Linked DNA regions of Mus musculus: all the other regions are linked to region 5. A link is a contact called in public Hi-C, HiChIP or PLAC-seq and promoter capture Hi-C data. All regions are on one chromosome and are shown on one strand. Each heading gives the region's core, a stretch centred on a gene start, on an enhancer-like site or on the middle of the called end of the contact. The rest is flanking DNA. Distances are from core to core; before and after follow the strand shown.

Region 1 (2,700 bases), core at 113-2,612, 360 kb after region 5:
ATCTCTCACAAGCTGTTCTTCCAGATGGGGTCAGCACTCCAGATAAGGGGTACCTGGATGAACTTTCTAGCCTGGAATTTTAGGAGTGAGGTGGATCCCTAGGTGGGGGTACAATGAACTTTAATTGCTGAGGCCTGTTAGGCTTAGTCAGTCCATAAGCTCCCACCAAGTGTGGCTCAGGAAGACAAAAGGACAAGGCCCTGGGAACAGATGGCTGATGGATCCAATAGGCATAAGAGCAGAACGACCGTGGAGACAGAAACAGAGTGGAGAGTTGAGTCCCCAGGAAGAGGAGGACTCGTGGACTCCATAAAGATCCGAGAAGAATGGAGTCCTTTGGTGCCATGAGGGTCTGACTTCCTCCTGCCTGAGGAAAAGCACTCTGGCGTTGAGGAGATGGGTAGAGTTTTCCCTACCCAGGAATAAATGGATACCCAGTGATTGGGGATTTCTGACAGTTTCCTGGAGACTGGAGCATCTGCGGAAATCTGATTGAGTGAATGGACTCTAAGAAAAGTGGGGTGTCAAGGGAAGAAGGCAGGCATGAGTGAGATGGGAGCAGTCCTGTGCACAAGGGGCTTGGGGGAAGCAGAGGAAGGCCCTTACAGTATGGGGACGCCCATGAACCTCGCTGGCCTAGAGGCCCGGGGTGCTGAGCCCCTGGGGCGCTCACCGGGTGGTTTGGGGACTGGGAGGTCCCTGGGCGCCAGGCAGGGGTGGGGGTGGCAGCAGCAGCCGGAGGGTGGGGCCGGGCGGGGAGGGGAGGGGGAGGGGCGGGGTCGGGCGGCCTGCCGGGGAAGTCACACTCGGCCGCCGCCGCGGGCGCAGCGAGCGGAGACGCGCCGGGCCGAGGCGACCTGACCTGGACGAGCGAGCGGCGCGCGCGGGGGCCCAGGCGGGGGGCGGGAGGCAGCGGCGGGCAGCGCAGGCCGCCGGGCCCGGGAGAAGCGGAGCGGAGAGGAGCGGGGGACACGGGCGGGGCCGCCGCAGCTCCGGATGGGACCAGCGCCCGGGCCCGTTAGTCCAGGCAGGAGCTTCGGGAGAAGCCGTCACTGGGAGAGTCACCCCTGCCTTTCCCTCCCCTCTGGCCCAGGCCTCGCTTCGCTCCCTGCCTGCCCATGTCCCAGTCCTTCCGCGGCGGGCGCCCTCCCACCTCAGCCCGGGGCTCTGGCTTCTCGCAGCTCTTTGCTCTCCCGGCCCGATCAGCTGTGAGGTGTCCCCGGGCCGTTTCTTTGTGCCAGCCTCCCCCAAGTCCCTACCCCATCCCAGGCTCAGATTCCTCCCTTCTCGGCTTGGAATTGTCAGGCTACTTCACCTCTCACTGTCCTCATCCCGGTCGCAGGCCCCCTTGGTCTCTTCTTCCTTCTGCCACCCTATCCTTAGTCCCTGGACCTGGCTGTGGGCTGGTAGCCCACTCCTTCCCGACCCAGGTTTCCCCCCATCCTCTTCTTGCGTGGTCCCCAGCACTTTCTGTATCCGGGCCGACTAAGCTTGCCCCCACTTCTCTTCCTGGCCCTCTTCCCCAGGCTCCAGGCTGGGTGGCGCTTGTGCCTGCCCAGTAGGCCAGAGCGGCCCCTGGTTCGGGGGACCGTGGGTCAGCTGCTCTATCCCCATGGCACTGCCATCCCTGCTGCTGGTGGTGGCAGCCCTGGCAGGTGGGGTGCGTCCTCCGGGGGCACGGAACCTGACGCTGGCGGTGGTGCTGCCAGAACACAACCTGAGCTATGCCTGGGCCTGGCCACGGGTGGGTCCTGCTGTGGCACTGGCTGTGGAGGCACTGGGCCGGGCACTGCCCGTGGACCTGCGGTTTGTCAGCTCCGAACTAGACGGCGCCTGCTCTGAGTACCTGGCACCACTGCGCGCTGTGGACCTCAAGCTGTACCATGACCCCGACCTTCTGTTGGGCCCCGGTTGTGTGTACCCCGCTGCCTCTGTGGCTCGCTTTGCCTCACACTGGCGCCTTCCCCTCCTGACTGCGGGGGCAGTGGCCTCTGGCTTTGCAGCTAAGAATGAGCATTATCGTACCCTGGTTCGCACTGGCCCCTCTGCGCCCAAGCTGGGTGAGTTTGTAGTGACATTGCACGGGCACTTCAATTGGACAGCTCGGGCTGCTTTGCTGTATCTGGATGCTCGCACAGATGACCGGCCCCACTACTTCACCATCGAGGGCGTCTTTGAGGCCCTGCAGGGCAGCAACCTCAGTGTGCAGCACCAGGTGTATGCCCGAGAGCCAGGTGGCCCTGAGCAAGCCACCCACTTCATCAGAGCCAACGGGCGCAGTAAGTGTGGCCCGGGCTGTTTTAGAAACAGGGGAGGTGGGCCGCTATGTCCCTGGAGCAGTGCAACACAGAGAAATAGGCAGAGATAGGAAGGGGAGAGTTCTATGTGATGGTTGGGATGGAGGAACTTTTGAGGACAGAGCTCCTGAGAGAACCTGGCATCAGTCAGAGGTCAGCAAGGCTGAGCCTGGGGCTGGGGTTTGAGTAGTGGATGTGGGTGATGTCTGATCTGAAATGTGCACCTGTCTGTGAGCAGAGACCCCTTAGATTGGAACACAAAGCCTCTTGGTAGCATAGAGATGACTCTATGGGTTCAGGTTTGATTGGGAAAGCAGGTAAGGCTCACACAAAAATTGTGAGCACAAGTGCTTGTGAGCCTAGGGAGAGGTAGGCAGGAGGGGACGTGGGGGCTGTGAAGTCT
Region 2 (2,700 bases), core at 173-2,672, 310 kb after region 5:
AACAGAGTGAACTTCTCACCCTCTCTTTAGGGTTGACAACAGCCAAGATCAACTATTCCAGGAATCAGAGCTTGAGGATAGAGACATAAGAATTCTGGGACTGAAGAAGCATGCGCTTAAATAAGGTACACAGAAGGTGTCAGCTGCCAGGGTAATGCAGCCTAAAGAACCTCCTCTTCCAAAAAATAAAACACTGTATCAAGCACAGCAGAGACTGGCGTTCTCCTACCGTGTTACAAATTATAGCTAATCTCAAAGGGACGCCTGGGAAAGAGGAAGTGCATGGTGGGGGTGGGGGTGGGGGGAAGGGGGACCAGCAGTTAAATAGGAAAGACTGACTTCAGGACTAAATGCTCCGAGAAGACAAGATGCTAGGAAAAGAGGGATGAAGGAAAAACAAAATGTTCTTCAGTTCCACCCTCAAAAACTGCAGGGCTAAAGAATGCAGGGGATATGGTATACCTGGCTGGAATAGAACTAGGAGCCCAGCAGCTTGCCCACCTTTCCAACCTAGGCAGGGAGCCTGAATGGGATCATAGGAACCACGGCGTTCTAGGCAACGGAATCCACTCACCTCAAGCCCATACCGAGGTGCTTTACCAAATTACTGAGAGAGATGTTGTTAGCTTGAAAAGGTCTCCTCTTCTCTGCAAACTCGTGAGCCAAGCAGATCCGCCAGCCAAAAGGAGGCACCTGGTAGCCCCTAGCTTTACCCTCGTAGGAGGCCATCAGCTGCCCAGAGTCCTCTGAATTGCAGTAGCTTGGTTCATCCTGGGGTCCACTATCCTCGGGGCTCCCGCAGTCTGTAACCCGCACAGCCTCAGTGCCGCCAGTATCTTCACAATAAACTTGGGAATCTCTTTCGGCACAGCCGACCTGCTCTGAGGCCGGGACGCAGGTTACCATGTTCACTGGATCCTGGGTCCTCACGACCCCGGTGGCCTCGGTTCCCTCTGACAGGTTTCTGACGTTTCAAAACGCTGATGCCAGTTGCAGTTAGGTGCAGTCCGGGAGGGCCCGATGCTGGGGAAAGCCGTGGGACGTTGGTATCTGGGTAAAGTCAGAGAGCTCCTGCTGCTGCAGCAGCGGCTACAGCAACAAAGTCGCCACGGCCTCTCCCTGGGTCGCGTCTCTAGATCCTAGGCGGGAAGGGTTGGGCCTTGTTGTCATTGGGCCGCGGTGATTAGCACGCCCGGCCGAGGGCCGACCAGCTCCACGGACGGGGGCGGTGCCGCGGTACCTGCCCGCAAAGCACCGCCTCTGGGACCCGCCCAGGAGCTCCCGGCGACCTTCGGCCCCGCCCCGGGCTGCGGCTCCAGCGGCTCCAGGGCTGGGTACCGGGTCCCTGCAGCCAGGATCCCCCGCGCCCACGCTCAGGTGCCACCGCTGGGAAGGTGACCCGCAGACCCGGGACCACCGGATCCCTTTCCGGCCGGAAGCACCCCGCAAGTCGGACCGGAAGGGGCGCCTCAACCCTGAAATGTGACAAAGGAAGTCCCGCCTCTGCCGCGCGACAGACTCCGCGGATGCCACCGAGCTCCGAGCCGGTCTCGCAGGGGCGGGTAGGTGAGGACCTCCATGCGTAAGAATCTGAGTTTGGAGACGCGCGGCGATGTCCTGGGCTAGGACGTGGAGCCTCGAGGGAAGCGGGGACAGAGGCAGGCCTGGGAGGCGGCGCAAGGGGCCTAACCCTGGGCGCAAGGAGGTCTGGAGCTAAAGCGACGCCCTCCCGCAGGCAGTTCGGAGTCAGTTTCCGCCACCCCACCAGCTCCTTAAACCCCAGTGCTTCCCACCCTCACTGAAACTTGAAAAAAAAAAAAAAAACAACCCACTTCTTGCCCCCCTCGGACTCAGGTCTAGACTTAAGCCTAGGTCTTAAACACTCCTTCCTTCATTTCCCCGTACTGACTTCTGGCACTCTGTTTCCTTCTAGATTTGGTTCCGGAGCTGCCATGATCGAAGTGGTAGCTGAGCTGAGCAGAGGTCCTGTGTTTCTGGCGGGGGAGGCTCTGGAATGTGTGGTGACTGTCACTAATCCCCTTCCCCCGACCGCCACTTCTGCATCCAGGTGGGGATGCTGGTATTGGAGGTGGTGGCCCTTCCGGGAGGAAGCCTGGTATCGCTCGTTCTAATTAGAGCTTTGGTTGTTCAGTAACTACACTAGCATCAATCACCACCTTCTTGCTCATTGTAATGAAGGGCTTTTAAACAAATATGTGGATGGCAGGACCCCTTACTCTCCTTTGCTCCTCCTCCCGGTATCACTCCTTTTTGAGTTCAATGTACTTGATGTTGTTGTGTAATGGTTTTATTTCAGGGGTTCTGGATTCCCTGGTCACTAAGATAGTCATCTAACCTTGGTGATCTTGGTCAGACAGTTTTCTAGAGAAAGTATTGGTGAAGTCAAGAACTAGGTTCCCATACCTTCGTTTCCCTTTTCCACAGTGAGGCTCTGGCCTGGGCCAGTGCCCAGATCCACTGCCAGTTCCATGCCAGCGAGAGTCGAGTAGCACTGCCACCCCCTGACTCTAGTCAGCCGGACGTCCAGCCTGACAGCCAGACTGTCTTTCTGCCACACCGAGGTTAGAGAGAGAGAGAGAGAGAGAGAGAGAGAGTGTGTGTTTGTCATGGAGGGAGGGGAAGTTATTGTCACCCCAGGGTAAAGTTAAGTTGTTCTTGTATGACATGGTCACCAACACA
Region 3 (2,700 bases), core at 152-2,651, 260 kb before region 5:
CTGGGCCTCCAGCACTGTAAAGCACAAACACACACACATACACACACACACCCATCTCTCATCTCCCTATACTCTCTGGGTTTTCCTTTCTGAAAGAGCCCAAAGACTACAATAATACACCTGCCTAGTCTGAGGAACATACAGAGGATTAGAAAAGAACATCTGTCTCCGTGGACAGATGTTCCTCTCACCCCCCAGCCTCATCCCTAAATCCAAACTGAAACTACCAGGAGCAGAGGAGACCTTACCTCTTTCGAGGCCCCTTTGAAGATCCTGGGTAAGATCTTCAGTGAAAGCCTGGACTAGGCTAGCCCTCAGGATTATACAATTACAGAGGACAGTCAGCTCCAAGGGGAGAGCGGGGACAGCAGCAGGGAGTCCTGGAGCGACAGGATGCTGGTCTCACAGGCTGTCCCATGAAACACAGCCCAAATGGTTTCCAACCCAGAGACCAACCCCACTCCAACCAAGGCTTCAAGAAGGAATTCAGTTTTTGCTCAGACAACTTTGGAAAGAGCAGGAAGTTCTCTAAATCTCCTGAAAATCACCTCTTCAAATGTTCCTGTGTGTGTGTGTGTGTGTGTGTGTGTGTGTGTGTGTGTGTGTGTGTGTGTGTGAAAAGAAGAAGGAATTAAGCTACTGAAAGACAATCCCACCCAGTCTCTTCTGGGCTTTACGCAGGACTCCATAAGCCCTAGGAAAATCACCTCAATCCTAGAACCTCGTAAAAGAAGCTCATCTTTGAATGCTGGTGATTTGCGGGGTGGTCTGAGGGGGGAACTGAACCTTCTGGAAGGTCGTTCTTACCTTGTAGAGTGAGGAGGAGTTCCCTAAGCCCTTCCAGTGTGTCTTGGGCCGATTGCTGTCGCCTCAGAGAGGGACGAGAATCCCTGGTGAGTTGCTGAAATTATGTAGGGAGGCATTAAGGATCAGTCTTTCTCCCTTGTAACAGAGACAGGGAGGGACACATATTCCTGTCACTTCTGTTTCTAAGGACGGAGGTCAAGCTCTGTTCCTTCCCCCTAGACTAGGGTGAGATCATTACAAAGCCGCTTTCTGACATCTTGAGGGTACAAGGTGAGAGTCCCAGCAACCACATTACCTTAGCCTGTCTAACAAGCTGGTCGTTCTTTTCCCTCCACAGGTCCAGGCTACTGGAAAATGTTTTGGGGAGGGCTGGAATGACCTGGCTGGACATTGTCGCCGAGGTAGATCACTGTTACCCGAAGGGGTCTTTTCATGGGTGGAGGCTGGTCCCACCGGTGTCTTCACCCTAACCGCAAGAAGCCACTTCTGCACCCCACCGGACTCCCCCCGGGTCGCAGCCGGGCTTGCTCTCCCTGACCAGAAACCCACCTCTCAGTCCCCGCCACCACCCACCGCGCCTGTGGTTGGCCAAGCTGCAACACTCTCGGCCGCGGTTGGTTGTCTTCAAGAGACGGTTCCGCGGGAAACTGAAAAGAAACCCGGAACAAGGAGGCGGGGAGACAGGAGGCCAGCCACATGCCAAGGACGAACTGCTGGGTCTGCAGGGCCTCCGCGGGGGTCAGAGTGTTGAGGCTAGTTTAGGAGGAGTGGGTCTTGGCACCAGTCTCTGGCGGCGCTCTGCCTTAGAACCAACGGCAGTCCAGGTTTCCCCGCTCCGTGGCTGGAAGACGGACCGCGCGGTGTTTGCTGGGAGTTGTAGTACTGTGGAGAACGCCCAAGAAAAGATTCCTCATCACCCATCCCTACCCCCACCCAACCCCCCAACCCCGGAAGAAAATGTCTCCCGAAAACTAAGGACAGGAGACTGAAGCCCTTGGTAATCTCATCCTTTCTCTTTGAGAAAAACAAAAAAACAAAAAACGCGGAGAATCGGACATTCCTACGCAGAAAGGAAGGAGAAAAAAAGTACTTGACACTATGTATATGGTAGCAGCAACTCAAAACACTTCACAAAAGACATACAAGAGCCCCAAATAAAGCTGGGCGTGGTGGCACACGCCTTTAATCCCAGCACTGGGGAGACAAAGGCAGGCAGATTTCTGAGCCTGGTCTACAAAGTGAGTTCTTGGACAGTCAGGGCTATACAGAGAAACCCTGTCTAGAAAAAGAAAAAAAAAAGAGCCCCAAATAAAAAGCTTAGAAAACAAGAAATCACTTTCACAGGTTTAACAAGATTTGCTTTTGCCTTGTTGTTATCATTTTTGAAGGCTTGTTTTTATTTTGTGTTTTTTAAAATTACGTTTATGCGTCTGTTTATGGGTAGGTACATGTGAGTGCATGCAGGACTGATGGGCAGAGATGCCCAATGCCCTGGATTTGAATTTTAGTCCTTAGCCACCTGACATGGGCACTGGGAACCAACCTTGAACACAGGCCTGAGGGCCTGCACGAGCACTAAGTACTCTTAAGACGAGCCGTCTGTACAGCCCGATGATATTTTTGAGAGTTTCACTGTGTAATCCTGGCTGGCCTGGTACTGGCTTTGCAACCTCCACCTGATGGTGATCCTCCTGCCTGAGCCTCTCAAGTGCTAGAATTACAGGTGTGCACCATCTTATCCAGCAGGCAATGAGAGTTTTGTTGTTGTTGTTGTTGTTGTTGTTGTTTCTTTTTTGGGTGGAGGTGCGGGGGGGGGGGGGTGCAGTGGTGGTGGTTGTTGTGTTCTTTTTCTTTTCCAGAGAGGCTTTCTCTGTGTAGCCCTGATGCCCTGGA
Region 4 (2,700 bases), core at 32-2,531, 460 kb after region 5:
CCTCTTTCCTTCTGTTTCCCAGGGGACTGTGCGAGGACTAGGCGAGGGGTGACCAGTGAGGAAGGGAAGAGGCAAATTCACACTGACAGCTGCACTGGGTTTCTGCACTGGGAAAGTGGACCAAAGGTCTGATGGACAGATCTCTCTCTCTCTCTGGAGTCCTTCACACCCATCCCTCTTTCCTCACTGCCGGGCTTAGCCCAGTCCAGCCCTCCACCCTTGTCCCTCTCTAGCTACAGCCACCTGCATTGCTGCAGACCTGCCCACTGCAGCTTCACGGGAATTTTACAGATACACCAAAGATGGGAAAGAGGGAAGAGGTTAGGCAGAAAAGGAAACGGGGCCGGACAAGCTTCCTGCATTCCTGTTGAAAATGCTGGCCTGTTCTCCCCAGCACGCTAGAAGAACAGGCAAAGGAGAAGCAAGATAAAAGGTTGCAACAGTCTCTAGGGCCCAGCTCCCAACCCCACCAGGCGATGTTGGGGATTCAACGAGCTACCCTACAGTACCCTTGTGGAGGATGAGCCCTGATTGTCAGAGCATCTTAGAAGAGGGGCTGTGGTAGAACAGGGCAGTATATTGTTTACTCTCCTGTCCTGTGAGTGGGCTGTTTGCCCATACTGCTACTGAAGTTCTCTTGGACCTTGGAGAAACTGGGAAAGTTTCTGGCTGCATGACCTTGGGCACAGCTCTCTCTCTCATTCTCTCTCTCTCATTCTCTCTCTCTCTCTCTCTCTCTCTCTCTCTCTCTCTTCTGGGGGCCAGGGGGTCCTGGTCAGACAAACGGCAGAATCAGGGAAATCACTCGATTGTATGGTCCCAGGAAGAGCGAGTTGGGGTGGAGACAGGGAACGGCTGTTTTGCCATTGGGTGCCATCCCTGTGACTCACTAGAAGCAGATCTGGTCAGGCATATCTGCTCTGAGACCATCATGTATGTCCCTGTAAAATTGAGGACCTATTACTGCACAGGGCTGTGGGACCAATGTTTATGAGAGAGACAGTGCCTGGCTATGTTCAGTACCCAGAAGTACTATTTCTTCAGGCTGATAATACACTCCTCGCTCAATGTGGGATAGTCTCAAGAGGAACTGGGTGTGAGTGGGCTCGGGCCGGGCTCCCTTCCCTGATACTCTCAAGGGTCAGTTAATGAGTCCGCAAGTGTGTGGGGCGGGTTAAGTGCTGTAGCCGGGAAGGTGGTGGCTGTGGGTCATAGGCCCCCAATCACAATTGGAGGAAGAGATTCAGGAAGTACTCACAGCTGCTCTAGCATCCCCGAGCCAAATTCCAGGCAGCACCAACAAAAACACTGCAGGCTTGGGAGGGAGAAGCATGGCCACCTGGGGTGGTCACCAGACAGGGGGTCACCAGCTCCAGATACAGTCAGGATACATGGCACTATTGGAGTCCAAGGTAAGCCTTCACAGCACCCCATGTGAGTAGTGGGCCCCGGTCGGCAGCAAATGGGGGTGGGGCATATGATGCAAAAGAACCCTGTGATGCAATGAAGGGGTTGGAGGAGGTCCTTCCGAATATACACCACACTTCCCAACCCTGCACAGAAAATGAGGTCAAGTACAGCCGACTCTTACTCTCCTATCTCCCTTCCTGCAAGCCCCTGTGTGCGCTGCCCCGCCCCCCACTCCACCTCCACTTGCTGGTATCTTTCTCCACCCCTGCCTCCCAGCCTAGGTGCACAGCCTGGGAAGGCAGCAGAGAGGCCAATTGCTGACCCTGGGTCCTTCCCAGGGAGGATTCAGACTCTTCCTGGGTCCTGCTAGGCGAGAGGAATTTTGTATAGTCACTAGATTTTTTTTTTTTTAATCAGTAACTCTTGAAGTCCTGAGGCGTTGCTCGTGGGCCTGGCTTCCGTCTTAGCAACATCTCTGCTCCTCCTTCCCTTGCCCCTTCCATGTCGAGGGACTCATTTGCTTACAGCTTTCCTGATAGTGCTTCTTAGCAGCTGCCAGTAGAGCCGACCACAGCTCTTGGAGGTCTGACCTGAGGTTAAAACTAGACCGAAGATCATCTGACTCCAGCAGAAGGATTTGGTGGCCTACGGTGGCACAGTTCAAGGCCTCAGAGCCGAGTCTTAGAAGGAGGCATAGGAGAAGCCGCTTGCTTGTCCTGGCCAACAGCCCCAGCTTCTGTTGGGACACTAAGACTCAGAGACCACCCACCGTGTTCGGTGTGACAAGTGCCACTCAGAAATCATGGAGACCGCGGTGATTGGGATGGTGGCAGTGCTTTTTGTCATCACCATGGCCATTACCTGCATCCTCTGCTACTTCAGCTATGACTCACACACCCAAGACCCAGAGCGCAGCTCCAGACGTAGCTTCACCGTGGCCACGTTTCACCAGGAGGCGTCGCTCTTCACGGGGCCGGCTCTCCAATCCCGGCCACTGCCGCGGCCCCAGAACTTCTGGACTGTTGTGTGAGGTTGGCAATTCCCTCGACATTTATTCTGCTAGTGGGTCAGACCCATCTGCCCCTTCAATAAGCAGTGTCTGGTGTCTCACTCCTCCCAGCTCTCCATCCGTATCCTTCTACGTTTCACAAACTTCTTGCCTCCCTCCATTCTGGCTCGCTCTTCCCTCTCTCCCTGGGGAGCTGAGGTGTCAGGACCAGGTGTGAGTTACCTCTGAGCTGAACGATCAGCTAGGCTCTACTCACAATGGGGCTGAGGAGTCTGAGGAGA
Region 5 (2,700 bases), core at 62-2,561:
TATTCCCATTCAGCAGGGACACAGAGAAAGACCCTCCTGCAAAGCAGAAGTCCAGCTTCTTGATGGCTAGGAACTTGTAAAGTGTGAAGGGGCTTCCTCTCCTAATTTGGGGTTGGTTGGCCCATAACTGTTGTGTAAATATGTCCTGATCTGGCCTTGAGCTTGCTGAGGCACTCCATCAGCAGGGGCTCCACTGACAGGAGGAGGTAAAAAAAAATCCCACAAGACAATATTATTATTATTATTATTATTATTATTATTATTATTATTATTATTATTATTTATTTCCAGACCTTTGTCTCAGGTCAAGAGGGTGAAGAAGCAGCCAGGCATCTTGGAAGTTCACAGTCTTTATTACTTAGTCATGGCCCCTCTCATATATTTGCCTATCAGGAACTCTAACTCCTAGTTCCTCGTAGTATTTTTTATTTCCCCTCCTCTGCATCACTGATAAACCCCAGCCTTTGTTCCTGCTCCCTCTCTCTTTTTAAAAAGTACTTTAAAGTTTTATTTACATTTATGTGAGTGTTTTGCCTGCATGTATGCATGCACCACCTGGGTGCCTGGTACCCACAGAGGTCAAAAGAAGGCATCTGATCCTGGCACTGGAGTTGTGGATGGTTGTGAAACACCATATGGATGTTCTCTGCAAGAACAAGTGCTTTTAACCACTAAGCCATCTCTCTGGGTCCGTCCTCTTTCCTCTTCAGTTAAAAGCCACTTGGTCTTGCGAAGATTATATGCCCCAGTACAGGGGAATGCCAGGGCCAGGAAGGGGGTGTGGGTGGGTTGGGGAGCAGGGCAAGGGGGTGGGGTTGGTATTGGGGACTTAGGGGATATCATTTGAAATGTAAATGAAGAAAATCTAATTTAAAAAAAAAAAGCTACTCAGTGGTCACAGTGGCTTCTAAGCTAAAACTTAAACCCCTCCAGGAGTGCCCTCCACATACCCATCACACATACCCATACACACAATTCCGCAGCTGAATTTGCCCTCAGTGCCATTTTACATTCTTGTGTCCATTCTTGTTAATTTCCAGTCACCCCTTCCACACTACCTTTCAGTCTGTCACCTCTGGGAAGCCATCTGGACCCCACCAACTCTGGGCAGCACGCCCCTTTGTTATTCTCCCCTCATTAGCATGCAGTTAGCCCCTGGAAGGATCTGAGGATTTCATCTCAGGACTTGGCCATCTCAGGGATTTAGGACTCAACTACTTCAAAGCCAGACTTTCCAGCTTCAGTATCTGCAGAAAGGGGCGTGGCGGGAGACGAGCTCGCGGCAGCGCGTGGGCGGGCGGGTCCAGCTCTGGGCGGAAGCTGTGGTTCTGTGGCACAAGCGCAGAAAGGTGCGTTAAGATGGAGGTTGCTGGAGTAGGAGGCTGTGAGGCGACGGTAAGTAGGGGGCGCCCGAGGAGAAGTTACGGTTTTCTTTCTGACAGCATTGCTTGGAGACCTTATGTTACTTGAACTACCGAGTGGTTATTCATCCTCCTACTTCTTTGAGAATTATTGTAATACTCACCAAGAGAACTCTGTCAGTACTCCTCAGATATACAGGTTTCCCTGGCACTCCCTGAGATGTCTATCCAGACATTTCCAAAGAGTCTTTATCCTCCCCCAGGTTGCTCCCACAGGGCACACATTTGTCCATTTATTCCGTAAAGCAGGTTAACCCTAAGTCTCCCAGCTGTGTCATATCCCTGGTAGCTAAGGAAATTTGCTCATTTCCCCAAGACTCTTAATATTCCTGGGCATTTGCTATCATTCTTTTCCTTTTAATGCCTACTTGGCAGGAAAAATTAAACTCTCTACCACGAACTTTCTAATGTGAATAAGTAGGTGTCTATCTATCTGAGGAACTGCCAAGGTAGACATTCTTTCTTTGCTTCGAAACAGGGTCTTGATGGATAGCCCTAACTGGCTTAAAACTCACTGCATAGACCAGACTGCCCTAGAACTTGTACTGATCCTCCTGCCTCTGCCTCCCTGCTGCTACGATCACAAGTATAAATTGTACTTGGTGTCCTTGAAGGCCATCAGATCCCTTGGGACCGTAGTTAGAGACAGATAGGAGCTGCCATGTGGATGCTGGGACCCCAATGCCACTGAGAGAGCAGTCTCTCTCCAGCCAGCCCCTTGATACAGTTTTAAACAAAAGAAAAGTAGGAAAATTTTCAGGTTAGAAGGTCTGAACTAGTGGATTTTTAAAGGATAGAATTACTCCCTTTAGCATGTTTTGACTGACCCCTGCATGGTCTTTCCAGACCCAAGAGCAAAAAGACAAAGCTGAAAAAGCAACATAAAATGGCAAAGATGTATTGAAGCTGGAATCAGAAGATATAAATGTGGGTCTCAGCTCTGATACATGCTGTTCACGAGTCTGGTCTTTAGTGTAACAGTTTGCTGGATTGTTATTTGGAGTGGTAATTCCTTCCATATCTAACTCAGACGGGTGAAGTGGACTCATATACATAAAAGAACTTTGAAAATATACATTTTCTCTATGTGAATAAAGAAGTATTATGCAGGAGCCTCTATGTTCTGAAAAAGTAACTTTTTTTTGTTTTTTGGTTTTTAGACAGGGTTTCTCTGTATAGCCAACTCAGAAATCTGCCTGCCTCTGCCTCCCTAGTGCTGGGACTAAAGGGGTGTGCCACCACGCCTGGCCTGAAAAAGTAACTTTTAAGGAATTTGTTT

Evidence for each region. Promoter capture Hi-C pulls out the DNA fragments that hold promoters and counts their contacts. A called contact is a pair of places that touch in the nucleus more often than the background predicts. HiChIP or PLAC-seq counts read pairs in DNA pulled down with a chosen protein or histone mark. Capture Hi-C pulls out chosen DNA fragments and counts their contacts.
Region 1: a promoter capture Hi-C map of the C10 cell line shows a contact between it and region 5. The contact joins the promoter of Npr2 here to the promoter of Atp8b5 in region 5. A contact is called at or near these places in 6 of 39 promoter capture datasets (the C10 cell line, cranial neural crest, frontonasal cranial neural crest and 3 more), 1 of 115 datasets of contacts at active chromatin or transcription factors (double positive thymocytes) and 1 of 9 other capture datasets (pancreatic islet).
Region 2: a contact with region 5 is called in an H3K4me3 HiChIP or PLAC-seq map of bone marrow-derived macrophages, with 2.5 times the contacts expected there. The contact joins the promoter of Gba2 here to the promoter of Atp8b5 in region 5. A contact is called at or near these places in 1 of 39 promoter capture datasets (frontonasal cranial neural crest), 1 of 484 Hi-C or Micro-C datasets (myeloid progenitors), 3 of 115 datasets of contacts at active chromatin or transcription factors (bone marrow-derived macrophages and embryonic forebrain) and 2 of 9 other capture datasets (liver and pancreatic islet).
Region 3: a Hi-C map of the G1E-ER4 cell line shows a contact between it and region 5, with 2.2 times the contacts expected there. The contact joins the promoter of Fancg here to the promoter of Atp8b5 in region 5. A contact is called at or near these places in 2 of 39 promoter capture datasets (cranial neural crest and neural stem cells), 2 of 484 Hi-C or Micro-C datasets (the G1E-ER4 cell line and epidermal suprabasal cells), 2 of 115 datasets of contacts at active chromatin or transcription factors (embryonic limb bud and embryonic stem cells) and 2 of 9 other capture datasets (adipose tissue and liver).
Region 4: a contact with region 5 is called in a promoter capture Hi-C map of liver, with 2.4 times the contacts expected there. The contact joins the promoter of Spaar here to the promoter of Atp8b5 in region 5. A contact is called at or near these places in 8 of 39 promoter capture datasets (the C10 cell line, the HPC-7 cell line, cranial neural crest and 4 more) and 2 of 9 other capture datasets (liver and macrophages).

What each region holds. Positions count from the first base shown.
Region 1 is chr4:43,630,573-43,633,272 of GRCm38.p6, forward strand. It overlaps Npr2 (natriuretic peptide receptor 2), which reads left to right and starts at 1,363. Exons shown (of 22, transcript NM_173788.4): 1 at 1,363-2,279. The coding sequence starts at 1,613.
Region 2 is chr4:43,577,442-43,580,141 of GRCm38.p6, forward strand. It overlaps Gba2 (glucosidase beta 2), which reads right to left and starts at 1,423. Exons shown (of 17, transcript NM_172692.3): 1 at 575-1,423. The coding sequence starts at 906. Rgp1 (RAB6A GEF compex partner 1) reads left to right here and starts at 1,294. Exons shown (of 9, transcript NM_172866.3): 1 at 1,294-1,562; 2 at 1,934-2,068; 3 at 2,446-2,582. The coding sequence starts at 1,953.
Region 3 is chr4:43,008,900-43,011,599 of GRCm38.p6, forward strand. Fancg (Fanconi anemia, complementation group G) reads right to left here and starts at 1,402. Exons shown (of 14, transcript NM_053081.2): 1 at 1,103-1,402; 2 at 808-901; 3 at 249-380; 4 at 1-14. The coding sequence starts at 1,198.
Region 4 is chr4:43,728,753-43,731,452 of GRCm38.p6, forward strand. It overlaps Spaar (small regulatory polypeptide of amino acid response), which reads left to right and starts at 1,282. Exons shown (of 2, transcript NM_001348108.1): 1 at 1,282-1,412; 2 at 1,828-2,700. The coding sequence starts at 2,213. The coding sequence ends at 2,440.
Region 5 is chr4:43,265,848-43,268,547 of GRCm38.p6, forward strand. It overlaps Atp8b5 (ATPase, class I, type 8B, member 5), which reads left to right and starts at 1,312. Exons shown (of 29, transcript NM_177195.3): 1 at 1,312-1,395.